Linked DNA regions of Mus musculus: region 1 is linked to region 2. Evidence: chromatin contacts called from public HiChIP or PLAC-seq data. All regions are on one chromosome and are shown on one strand. Each heading gives the region's core, a stretch centred on a gene start, on an enhancer-like site or on the middle of the called end of the contact. The rest is flanking DNA. Distances are from core to core; before and after follow the strand shown.

Region 1 (5,702 bases), core at 1,213-3,712, 81 kb before region 2:
GAGTGCCACCACAGCCACGCCCATCAAGGTTTCTGATCATGGCTGGTGCTGAGGTGCAGAAAGGCAGGCAGGGCATGGCCTACGGAGCCAAGTTACTTTGCAAACTGGATAAGACTTCTCCAGGCTCCAGGCAGTTTCTCTACCTGTTGAGAGCAGCTAAACGGCGGGCACTGTGAGTTTATTGAGATGATTAAACACAGCAATGTACTGAGACCCTCCGGCCTCTGGCGTGAGAGCTTCACAGACACCGCCCTACCAAACCTGAAGTTTAGTAAACTCATCTGTCTAGTATCTGGATTCAGTGAGGATCCTCCTTCCAAGGTCTCGTGTGACTGGAGAAAGAGAATCTTTTGGTCAAGTCACCCAGTGCATAAGACCTAAGGGCTCTACTACTCTGCACGGGATCTCGGACACACTGTGTCTAGCAGCTCCTCTGTCATGGAGGCTATCAGATAAGCTGCTCTTCCAGCCTGCTTCCCTTCTGAGGTGCACAGCATGGCCCTGTGGCAAACAGAGTGCCCCACCTTCCTCTGTTTTTTATCGCTGGACCTGGGTCAGGGATATACTTCCCCATGAGGAGAAACCCATACTCGCCAGCACCCAGCCTTCCCCCACCCACCCTCAGGGACGATGCTGGTGCTGATGGAGGAGGAGGCCAGCCAAGCTTTACTGAGTGCCAAATCAGTTGGCACTGTACCAAGTACTTTTTATATTTACATTAAAATGTATTTGAATTCTCACAGTCAGACTTGTTAGCATTCAGTCTAAGCTCCGCCCCACAGTTATCTGGCAACAGCCAGGTAGGCCTAACCCACCATAAAAGGGGCTGCTTGGCCCCTCCTTGCTCTCTTGCTCCTCTCTTGTTCTCTTGTTCTTTCTTGCTCTTCTCTCACTACTCCCATATGATCATAGCAGGCCTCTATTCCTCTACTTCTCTCTCTCTCTCTCTTTCTCTCTCTGTCTCTCTCTCTCTGTCTCTGCCTTTCTCTGCTTCTACTACCCCCTTAACTGGCCTTCTCATGCCCTTAATAAACTCTATTCTAGTCTACACTATACCATTGCATGGCTGATCTGTCAAGAGGAAGGGATGCCTTGGCATGGGCCCAGTGAGATAGCCCCTCCCCCCATACCTCATCACACCTCCATAGAACATACCCCTTCTCTCTTTATCTTTTCAAAAACACTACACTAAAGTAGAAGAACCTGTTGTTGTTATTATTATTATTATTATTATTAATTATTAATTATGGTGATGTGATGATTTGGAGGCACCAAAAGGTAATAGTTTAGGACAGTCTCTGAATTTGAATGGTCTTCCTTTGAACCATAACTACAGTACGTATGGTGGCTTGACACTCTTGGCCTACAGGTTGCCTATCTTTGGTGCTTCCTGTGAGTAACCTAGAGTTGTGATGCAGCAACGGAAGTAGCCAGGATCAGGAGATGCATATGCCATGCTGAGGGTGGGGTGACAACGTGGGTCTGGTTCTCTTGGCACAGGGTTGGGCTCTGCCTCCTCTGTCTCTGGCTGCAAGAGAGTAGACTGTGCTGGCGCTGGCTGCCAACCTGGGCTCAGTCTTCCATGGAGTGAGAAGCTGAAAGCGAAGATCCTGCCAGCAGCTCGGCTTTCCCAGCGAACGGGAGGGATGGAGCCTTGGAAGAGACACAGCTCACTGCTAATGCCCACTTCGCCACCTTTCGTGGGGGTTGCCCGGCTCTGACTTGGTTGTCCTGGCCCTATTCCACCCTTCGCAGTGTTTGATATTGCTCTCGCCATGACTGGTGGAGAGGCAGAAATGGGATAATATATATGGACAAGCTGGCACAGTGAATGGAGTCGATAAATGTTTGCTAATAAAGTAAGTAAATGAAGTTCTTTGGAGCTAAAGATTTAGGAAGTCAATAACCCAGTCACTGCTAGAAGGCTTTCTTTTACTGTTAGATTTATGAAGAAACAAAATAGAAAGTCAGAGCTTTTTTTTTTTTTTTTTTTTTTTTTTTTTTTTTTTTTATGTCTATACCACCAGTTTGGAGCTCCTCTTTTATTTTAAAAAGATTTGGCAGCAGGAAGCAGATTTAGGGCTGGTTTAGTTTGCCCTCTGTCTATGTGAAACAAGCCCTTTTTCTGCTAGTGTGAGCACAGTTCCTGGTTCACAGTTTGCCCAAGCACGAGTTTCCTTTTCAGAGATCTTAGAAATATTGGACCCAGAGCACCTCAGAATGAGAGTGGAGGAAACATCAGTGTAGATCCTTTCTAGAAATGGGTGCCAGGGCCCACTGAGATGGGGAGTCTAAAACCTGCTTAAGGAAGGGCGTGCTGACCTTCAGAAAATGCAAATACCTGAGCAGGTTGGGTCGATGCCTGAGGCCCAAGGCCTCCAGCTTAGCTGTGAATACAGGCCTCCACCAGCTGGAATATTGTGGAAGAAACAGCAGAGGTCAGACTACGCCCTGTATTGTCCTGTGTGGTCCCGTGAAGCCGCCCCAGGCAAGCCCAAGGCAGCCTCCGTTTTGGATGTTTCCTAGGGACTCAGTACCAGCTGGGATTTGAGAATCAGACTCCACAGAGCAATTCAAAGAGCTTGAGTTCTGGAAGCTGGGTTTGGCCCACAGCGCTGATGCATTTAGTTAGCCTCCCCTGAAGCACTAGTTTCCTTGGGAATACTATAGAATAATGGAGAACTTCCAGCACAGCCATCAGTTGCCTTGCTGCTGGAAGATTAAATGAGTGAAATACAGCTTGCTCTCTATAAATAGCTCAATAATGGCAGCTGCTATTATCATTATAATTGTTGTTGGAGGACAGTCAGTGGAGGAACAAAGGCCCAGAGGCAGGTGCTCAGCATGTGGGGGAAGTGCCAGAGCGGAGGGTGGTAAGTGGACACAGGCAGCTGCAGATCACAGAGGACTTTATTAACCGGCCAGAATCTCCACCTTCACCTACAAGGCGCTATGCTTCTCTCTCAACTCACAGCCCATTTTCTAGAAACAGTGATCTCACACTGCATTTCCATCCTCTCTTCCCACCTCTATCCCCACTTCCACTGGTCTAACAAATTCAAGGTTATCCAGGTTATCCGACTTGGGATGCCAAGGACTTGAAGAAGCTTCATGCCCTGCTTTCGAGGAACTTTCAGTCCAGGCAGCCAGGGAGGCAGCGAGAAGGGCAGTGGAGACTGCCAGAAACAAGACACAGAGAGGTAGGGCAGGTAGAATGGAGTCACAAGCAGGAAGTGGCTGAATGCGATCTCACAAGCTGTCCTTCCCTCTGAGAGCCACAGGCAGCCAGCTTTTCCTCCTGCCCAGCTAGGGATGAGCTAGGGCTAGCTTCCCTCTGGGCTTAGTGCACTGTGGGAGCTGTGCTGCTCTAGAGACTTGGTATAAGAGGCAAGGAACGGAGACAATGGGAAGGTTAATGTGACTCTAACACTGGTGGCATAATGAGAGAATTAACTGGAGAAGCAAGAAAGTCAAGGGTTAAAAGCTTAGCTCATTCTCTCATTCAGTGAGCATTAGCTGAGCACCTACTAGGCGCCAGGCAATGCTCTAGGTTCTTAGGATATGGTAGCAAAGTACTGGAAAGCCTTGATATTTGTGCCTAGTACTTGTGTTTCAAATCAACACTCTAACAACATGACTCAAATATGCCAGCAACAGGCAGTAGGGGCCACAGAGGAAATGGCAGAAAATGATGAAGAAGAAGCCCTAAAGTAGAGGCTTGAAGGAAGTGACAGGAAGTATCAGGTATTTCTATTAAAGAGTGGGACAACAAAGGGGTCTGTAGGAGGAAGAGCCGAAGGTGGTGTGTGCTGAGCCTGTTAGAGAAAGGAACAGAGTAGCAAGTCCGGAGATGTCGTCTGGTGATAGAACACTGAGGATGGATTGGGTGAGGCCTAATGGGTGACCCCCAAAGACGTTGGGTCTGACCTTGAGCAAGGTGGGACACACTGGAGGATCCTGAATGGAGAAGGGTGGAATTGGACCTGGTTTTGAAGGGCCACTCTAGGGCGGCTAGGGCAGAGTAATTATAGTAATTAGAGGGCATACATAAACCGGGCCAGACAACGAAGATGCTAAGTGGATGCTGGGTGTAAGAAAAAAAGAGAAGAGTCTAATCGCAAGGGGCACAGGGTGGGTCTGTCTTTACTTGAGGGGCCTGGGTTTGGAGAAAAGGCCATGTATGCTTAAGATCGTGCTAAGCACACTTCCTTTCTGCTCCTTGGATGCAGTCTTCTCACGTGAGCCCTGGGGTGGGAGATACTTCTTGCCCTCTTCAGTCCTGCCAGTAGGGATTGTTGCTAATCATACCTGCCAGGCTGTTGGCCCCCTTCCGCACTCCACCCTCTTCTGTCCTAGGGTCCTGCCTCCACTGTATCATCCATGCAATCTCTCTGCATGGTCCTCAGTGCTATCTACCTTGAAAGGAAAGAAAAACCACATTTTCCAGTTCCCCCATATCTTTAGTGAAGGAACTTCCTACGGCTTAGTGGGTCATGAGAGCACTTGCTTTAAGCCCTAACTCTTCCTAAGAAGAGTCTCGGAGGAGTGTTATAGAAGATCTCCCACGAGGTCTGGCGTAGCTGTGGAAGTATCAACAGTGGTCAGCTCCCAGGAGGAAAGTGTGTGGTCTTTGGATGGTTTTCTACAAAGCTCACCTGATCCTCGCACAGTAGTGACACTGAGGGGAAAACTGGCACAGAACTGGATAAAAATCAGCCTTGGGGTGTGGCTAACAGTAAAATTCTACGAGTTAGAAATAGTCTTTGACATTTCAATTATTTTCATGGCAATAGATCAGGCAGAATTTTGGACAACTGGGACTATTTTGCTTTATATCAAGTTGATTGTGCATCTACCTCTTAGATATTTATAATCCAAATATATATATCCACTCATCCATCCAACCATCTACCCAGTCGTCCTCTAACTCACTCATCCATCTGCCCATCCATCCATTCACCCATCTATCCATCCATCCCATCCACCCACCCACTTACCCATTCATCCATCCGCCCACATAACAGGTCATTTTTAATTAGTTAAACTAAAATGTGTGAGGATTTACAATGTGCTAAACCACAGAGACCCAGTAGACAATATACCAAAGTAGCTGCTTTCATGCAGCTTAATGTCCATCTATCCTTCTGTCATTCACTCTTTCATCACACATCTTATCTTTCTTTCTGTCCTTCCATCCATTGACTCCACACCCTGTGCCTGACTGGGGCTGCAATGGAAAGTAAGACACACTGAAGCTGCCCTTAAGGAACTCAGTGAGGTGGCGAGCCTGTCCATGTCCATGAGTGCTGCAGGTGCTGTAAAGGAATTCTGCATGCTATGTGGATGGCATAATAAGGAACTGGGTATTCCACCTGGGTGGCAGGCCAAGAAAGGCTTCATGGATAAAGAGAGAATGAACGCATGCTCATTGTGTGACCTGGATGGGCTAGTGGAAGGTATAAAGGCTAGAAGACAGATGTGTCATGGTGACTGCATGAAGATGCTCATTGCTGGAGCAACACACAGAAGGGAATTTCAATGAAGTGGGTAGGGCTGGACCAAGGAGGGGTCAGAGTGCCTATTGAGCATCTATATCATTGAGGCGAGCGACCTCCCTGAGAGCCAGCTCTGGTGTCTCATTCCAACCTACATGAGGCCAAGTTTCCTGAATATCATTCTGGTTCAAATAGCCACGGGAGATC
Region 2 (5,922 bases), core at 1,624-4,123:
ACACTACACATGCTGGACAATGCATTTCCCTGGAGTAATTTCAACTCTCGCTCAGTGCACTGGTGTTAGCCGTCAAGCCCTTCCTTCCTACTTTCCAGGTACCTTACTTGGGTGTTGCTATGGCTTGCCTGGATCATACTAAACTTATCCCAGGCCTGAAATCTACAGACTCAACACACTTTATCAACTGTACTGATTCCTAGAAGGCAAGTGTAAGGAGGCCACACTATGCTACTGACTGTAAATAAGTCTGTATGGTCCAAATTTAAATCCTTTGCATATGATGCAAACAGTCACCTAACCTCCCTCATTTCCCCCTTCTCCAATTTAGAGGTTTCTTAAATCACCAGTTGGGGTATTAGATTCTAAATGAGGAGATATGTGTGTTTGCTTCTCACATAGTCACCTGAGCAGAGTGGCCGTCTATGGCAGCTTGACAAATCAGGCTTTCTTTTTCCAGTGGGTACCCATCTCAAAACCAGCTCAATGAGACTGCAAGGTGACCAGGCTATGTAAAGGACAGGTCTGTAGCTCACAACCAAGCTAAGAAAGATGCAAAGGAAAGAAGGACCTGGGTAAATCCTCATGCTGTGGGCTCTCACTGCAGCCCACAGCACGAGGTACTTTCTACGGTTATGAGTAACTGTCCCTACTAGACAGGGAAAACCAGAGAGCCTATGAAAAGATGCACATATGTCTGTCAATGGAGTGTAGAGCCAGCTCCTTTTTTTCTATTATTAATTGTATTGGTTATTTTCTTTTTTTTTTACATTTCAAATGTTTACCCCTTTTTAGGTCTCCCCTTCAGAAACCCCCTCTTCCATCCTGCCTCCACCTACCTCTATAAGGGTGCTCCCCCACCTACACACTCCCATCTTCCCGCCCTGGCATTCCCCTACCCTGGTAGACCCAGCTTCTTAACCTGGGCTTTGTGACCCCCACAAGGACTACAAAGGTATCCAAAATCTGGCGAACTAGGAAGCGTCTCTGAGCATGAGACAACAAGAAATCAATTCAAAACTCAAATGCACTATGACCCAGAGATGTTTCCGACTGCCCTAATCAGGTCGTCGTAGCCCATGACTCCCCTGCAGCTTTGGTTCTGAACATACAAGGTCCATGTGATGAAACACACTGACCTTTTTCTGGGAGAAAAGGGTGTATTTCAGGTTACAACCTACGGTCCTTCACCCAGGAAGTCAGGGCGGGAGCACAACACTGGAAACCGGAGGCCGGAACTGCTGCAGAGGCCATAGAGGGGTGCTGCTCGCTGGCCTGGTCCTCACAGCTTGTTTAGCCTGCTTTTGTATACTTTTCAGGATCATGCATCCAGGGGTGGCACTGTCCATACTAGGATGGGTTCACCCACAGTGATCATCCATCGATGATCGATCGATGAAAATGCACCACACGCTTGCCCACAGGCTTGCCCACAGGCTTGTCTGGTGGGGCATTTTCTCAACTGAGGCTCCTTTTCCCAGAACGACTGTGGTCTGTGTCAAGTTGACATAACAACAAGCTATCACGCTTAGTATTGTTCATGACACCATGCTATGAAATACCAAGGAACGCTGTCCCAAACACCTCACCTTGGTCAGGGTGGCCCTAAGTTCTGGCCTGCAGGTCAGTTTCACAGTACATACAGTCTTCTGCTCTGACAGAAACAGAATGGCTTCCTTATGGCAAACAAAGACTTTACTTTCCTACCGCAGTCCCTCAGTGCATACCAAATCAGTATACTCTCTGGATTGCAATTTGTTAGAATGCTTGGCTTTAAAAATCTATCTTTGAGTTATTGACTTGAGTTCAGTAAAAAAACCATTCTGGTAAATGAATTTTAGCTGGGGAGCAGGACAGAATTTTCAACAATTTCTGTGGTGGCCCCGAACGCAGTCCTGTCATTTTATCCTATGTATTTATGTGACAGTGTTCCCAGTGCTGATGATATTAAAGATCAAAATGTCAATCAACTATGAAAAATACTGACGATGCTCTATGTCCTGTAGTATCAAATGTTCAGTGGAGATTTAACTTTATGCTAAAAAGAAATGGGCTACATGCATCTCACTAATACAGAACTTTCTTTTTGTCTTTAATAATTGATAAAATAAAAATCTATAATAAAAATTAATTTCAAGTAAATTTCATTGTGATTTATGGCCAGTAACTGTTTGTATGTGTTTTATAAACCTATATTCTTTGGGTTTCATAAACTTTGGGAGGACAAAAGGAGTTGTGAGTGGAAAAAAGTTTAAGAAACCCTAGTATAGAACAGAGCTGGCATTAAAAACTAGTGTAGGAAAAGTGGACTGTTCAAAGTGTGGGACAAACGGCTTTCCTTGAGGACAATATTAAAACTGATTTTCTGCTGCATGCAAAAGGGTTAACAACCCATATGTGCACAAGCATACTTCATCACAAACTGCAACCTCATTAGGAGGAAATGCCCTTATAAGCTTAGCTCTTAAATTCATAATTGAAAAAAAAATAGATCAATTAAACCAAAACAAAATTTAAAATCTTCCTTAGGACAAAATACTCCTCACAGAAAACTCAGCAGGAAAGAAGACACCGGGGGAGGCAGCTGTAACATGGTACAGAATTTAAAAACCTTCCTTCAGACAGACTGGATATTCAGAAACACGGAGAAATGACGGCACGCCAGTGAACGGAGATGAGCGGGGTAAAAATAAGCGTGAGACCCCACCACACAACAAATCTGTTTGGCGAACACTGAAAAGTCACAACTGTGAGGACCCGTGAGAAGGTGGAGGGCCAGACCCCTCCGAGGTGGCCTGTGTGAACCCGTGCACTCGCTCTGCAGAACAGGTTGGCACAGGCCAGGCCAGCTGGCGGCTGGAGCGCTCTGTGAGTCAGCAGTTCCACCTCTGGAATGTCTTCCCCGGGACTCTCAGGGGAGGCACTTCTGCAGGATGGATGGCAATGGCAGGCAGCCGCCTGGTGTGGCAGAGACTGGGGACAACAGAGCACTCGCCATCAGCATGAACGAGGGACTCTGGGCTTCCACACAGATGTGCTTGCAAAACAATGTGGGGTGAAAAAAAAATCAAGTTGGAGAGTATGCCGTTAAGCATGCAAATGTAACCCATGTATGATTTATGAACACTCGGAGTGGGAACACGACACAGAGACAGATTGGAAGACTATGCCCCAAATTCATGATCAAGGCTGCCTCGGGGGAGGAAGGAAGAACCCGAGGAACCATAACAGGAGGGATTTCAGCTTTAGTGAAAATATTTGGTTTCTTTTGTTTGAGAAAATTCGGGCAAATATGAGAAATGATTAACATCTGTTAATTCTGGTAGGTGGTTCTTACATTCTCGGCATTTTTAATTACTGAAAAGGAGCATGAATCCCAAGGATAAAACAATTAAAATTTCATCATGCCAAAAAGAAAAATCATCTATGTTACTGTTCATCGTGGGCCCCACCCCCCACCCCCGGGACAGGACAGACCAGGAGCTCCGTGAACACTGCTGCTTAGCTGAGGCTCTTTGCTGGGTGCTGCCAGAGTGTGCCCCCACAATTTCTAAGACAGTCCTCATTATCCGAGGAAGAAAGCTGTGTTTTGAGAAGGTTAAATGATTTCCTGATGCTCTGCAGAGGTTTTGAACGTGAGCTTAACTCTACATTATAGATAGCAGGAGGAATTTCCGGCAGACAGGAATGCAGACGTTAAAAGGACATGAAAACTCGGTGTGGAGACCCAGGTGTTGATCTGCATAGATAAACAGCACAACAACCCTGTGCCGAGAGAAGTGTTCTTTTAAAATCACATCCATTTATTCTGTACGCGCCATGACAACTCACAGGAGTCTCTCTCCTTCCATTGCGTAGGTCCTGGGGATTGAACCCTGGCCATCAGACCTTTACCACCGAGTCAAGTTGAGGCAGCCCCACTAAATCATCGCCAACCAAACCTGAATTTTAAGATTGTTGGATGTTTTGTTTGCTTGTTTGTTTGTTTTTTCAGTACAGGGAAATCGAACCTATGACCTCATGCGTATGAACAATGAGAGAACGTCACTTACCATGGAGAGAAACGAGGAGCAGTGGAGAAAGGTTCCAACATACAAGGGATGGGAAAGGCACATTCTCTGTCGAGGGATGCCCAACCCCAGGGTAAGGTCCTGCATTGCCAGAAAGCCTGTATTTGCCTCAGTCAGGTCTGTTCCTTTGTGATGTCCTCTCCATTGTAGTTAAGGCTACCCAGAATCCCTCTGTTCTGGTTCCTAGAGCCTCCTGTATCCTCCCAGACCCGGTCTTTGGGAGTGCATCAGACACACCTTGAGGGTCTCTAGTTACTATCTGCCCGCACACACTCAGGTTCCTGAGTTGCCTTAGATCAGTCAGTTACCCTTTCCGTGCTATGCTTGCTCCTGCACAAAGCTGGGAGATGCAGGAACAGATGAAGAGAGCATTTCTGGGAAGCAGAGGAGAGGAAACTGGCAACAGAAGGGCTCAGACTGAGGGAAGGGACCAGAGCCGCCCCCTCCTGAAGGTAGATAACTCATCTATAGCACTAGGACCTGAGAGGTTGTGGACGGTCCCCCAGTGGCTTCTGAAGACCAGGAAAATGTTGTCACAGCAAGCTTCAGACAGCACCACACAGACTAGATGTTCAACAAACAAGAATGAAACTAGTTGGGGGCTCCAGGACAGGTGTACAAGCAGTGCTAGCTGAGTAGTCAGGTTGGCAGTGTGAGGGAATGGGGCATGTGTCAAGGCCGTAGGCAAATGGCACGGACACCTGGCCAGTTAGCAGGGATTCTAGATACCAATCTATGAGACAGAGGTAGAAGCTCCCGCGTGAGAAACGTAAACCCAAAGGCAGAGAATAAATTCAGTATGATACGTGTATATATGGCTTGCCTGGGCTTCAATCAAGTATTCGTCCAGCTGTCACCTGTTGATAAGGAGGCACTGCAAGCACAAAGGCACTTTGGTTGGAGACAGGACTGGACCTGGTATCCACATGGGCAGTGGTGATCAGGGTGGGATGGAGCGTCAGAAGACAAGCCACCCCCTGGCTTGTCTCTCTGTGGCAAGACTGCTGTCTCTCATGATAATGACCAGAATGAGTGTTTAACAGTCCCGCGACCCAAGAGCCTGTTCTGTGGTGGTGTCACTCTCAATGCTGCTAGGCAGTAAGTTATTGGGTCGTATAGCAACCATACAAGGGAAGGATTAGTACCTTAAGGAAGAGGCAGTTGCAGCACAAAGGAACTAACAGATGCCTGGGCACGGCGAGAGCGGAGGTTGAGTTCTAAAGCCCGTGTAACTCACTGTTAGGCTCTATCAGCACTCCAACGCTCAGATGAGCCTTTTGGCTTTCCCTGTCTATGCCTCCAGGGGTCTTAGTGATGTGCCCACCACTGCCAGGGTGGATGGCATCTATTGGTAGTCTTGAGTGTCAGGAGGAAGTACTAAGCAACAGGGATGCAAACTTTCCATATCTAGTTCTCAGCTCTAGAGCTCTGTTCCCCGGGAGACATTGGTTATCCCCCCAACAGCCTCCGTTTCCCTCACTGAAGAGCAGACTGAGAAGGGTGTGTCCAAGGGCTCATGGCAACTGTGTATGTTCTACCTGGGATGATCAGTGGGTTTCAAGAAGTCTCTCTAGGGAAGCTTTTCTCAAGAGGGCGGAATGGAGCTGTGGCTAAAAGCCTGGCTTTGACTCTGGTGGGTTCAGGTGTGAATCTAGGCCCTGCTAGCTGTGGACTCTCAAGCTATTCATTGAACTCTCCCTCACCCCAGCCCCAACTCTTTCTCTCCAGTGTCCCAGTATCCTACCTAAAGTCAGCAGAGGCTGCAGTGTCTCAGGGGTGAAGTGTCCCAGTGCAAGAGTGCCCCCAACTGGTGCAGCCCCAGCCCACATCCCTGGAGCAGAGTCCACCTGGG

Evidence for each region. HiChIP or PLAC-seq counts read pairs in DNA pulled down with a chosen protein or histone mark.
Region 1: a contact with region 2 is called in a CTCF HiChIP or PLAC-seq map of stem cell-derived epiblast-like cells, with 5 times the contacts expected there. The contact joins two enhancer-like sites. A contact is called at or near these places in 2 of 15 datasets of contacts at CTCF or cohesin (embryonic stem cells and stem cell-derived epiblast-like cells), 21 of 484 Hi-C or Micro-C datasets (the C2C12 cell line, cranial neural crest, differentiating embryonic stem cells and 5 more), 14 of 115 datasets of contacts at active chromatin or transcription factors (embryonic stem cells and epiblast stem cells) and 1 of 9 other capture datasets (embryonic stem cells).

Annotation. Positions count from the first base shown.
Region 1 is chr10:85,536,756-85,542,457 of GRCm38.p6, reverse strand. The region is part of intron 1 of Btbd11 (BTB (POZ) domain containing 11); the gene reads right to left. Among named protein-coding and RNA genes, the nearest start is that of Gm40731, 51 kb to the left of the region's middle. Within about 2 kb of position 2,462, at least 39 of the 459 cell types and tissues checked have an H3K27ac peak or open chromatin away from gene starts, as enhancers often do. A contact at or near this core is called in differentiating embryonic stem cells and stem cell-derived epiblast-like cells, where this site is marked.
Region 2 is chr10:85,456,127-85,462,048 of GRCm38.p6, reverse strand. The region is part of intron 1 of Btbd11 (BTB (POZ) domain containing 11); the gene reads right to left. Among named protein-coding and RNA genes, the nearest start is that of Btbd11, 72 kb to the right of the region's middle. Within about 2 kb of position 2,873, at least 70 of the 459 cell types and tissues checked have an H3K27ac peak or open chromatin away from gene starts, as enhancers often do. A contact at or near this core is called in differentiating embryonic stem cells and stem cell-derived epiblast-like cells, where this site is marked.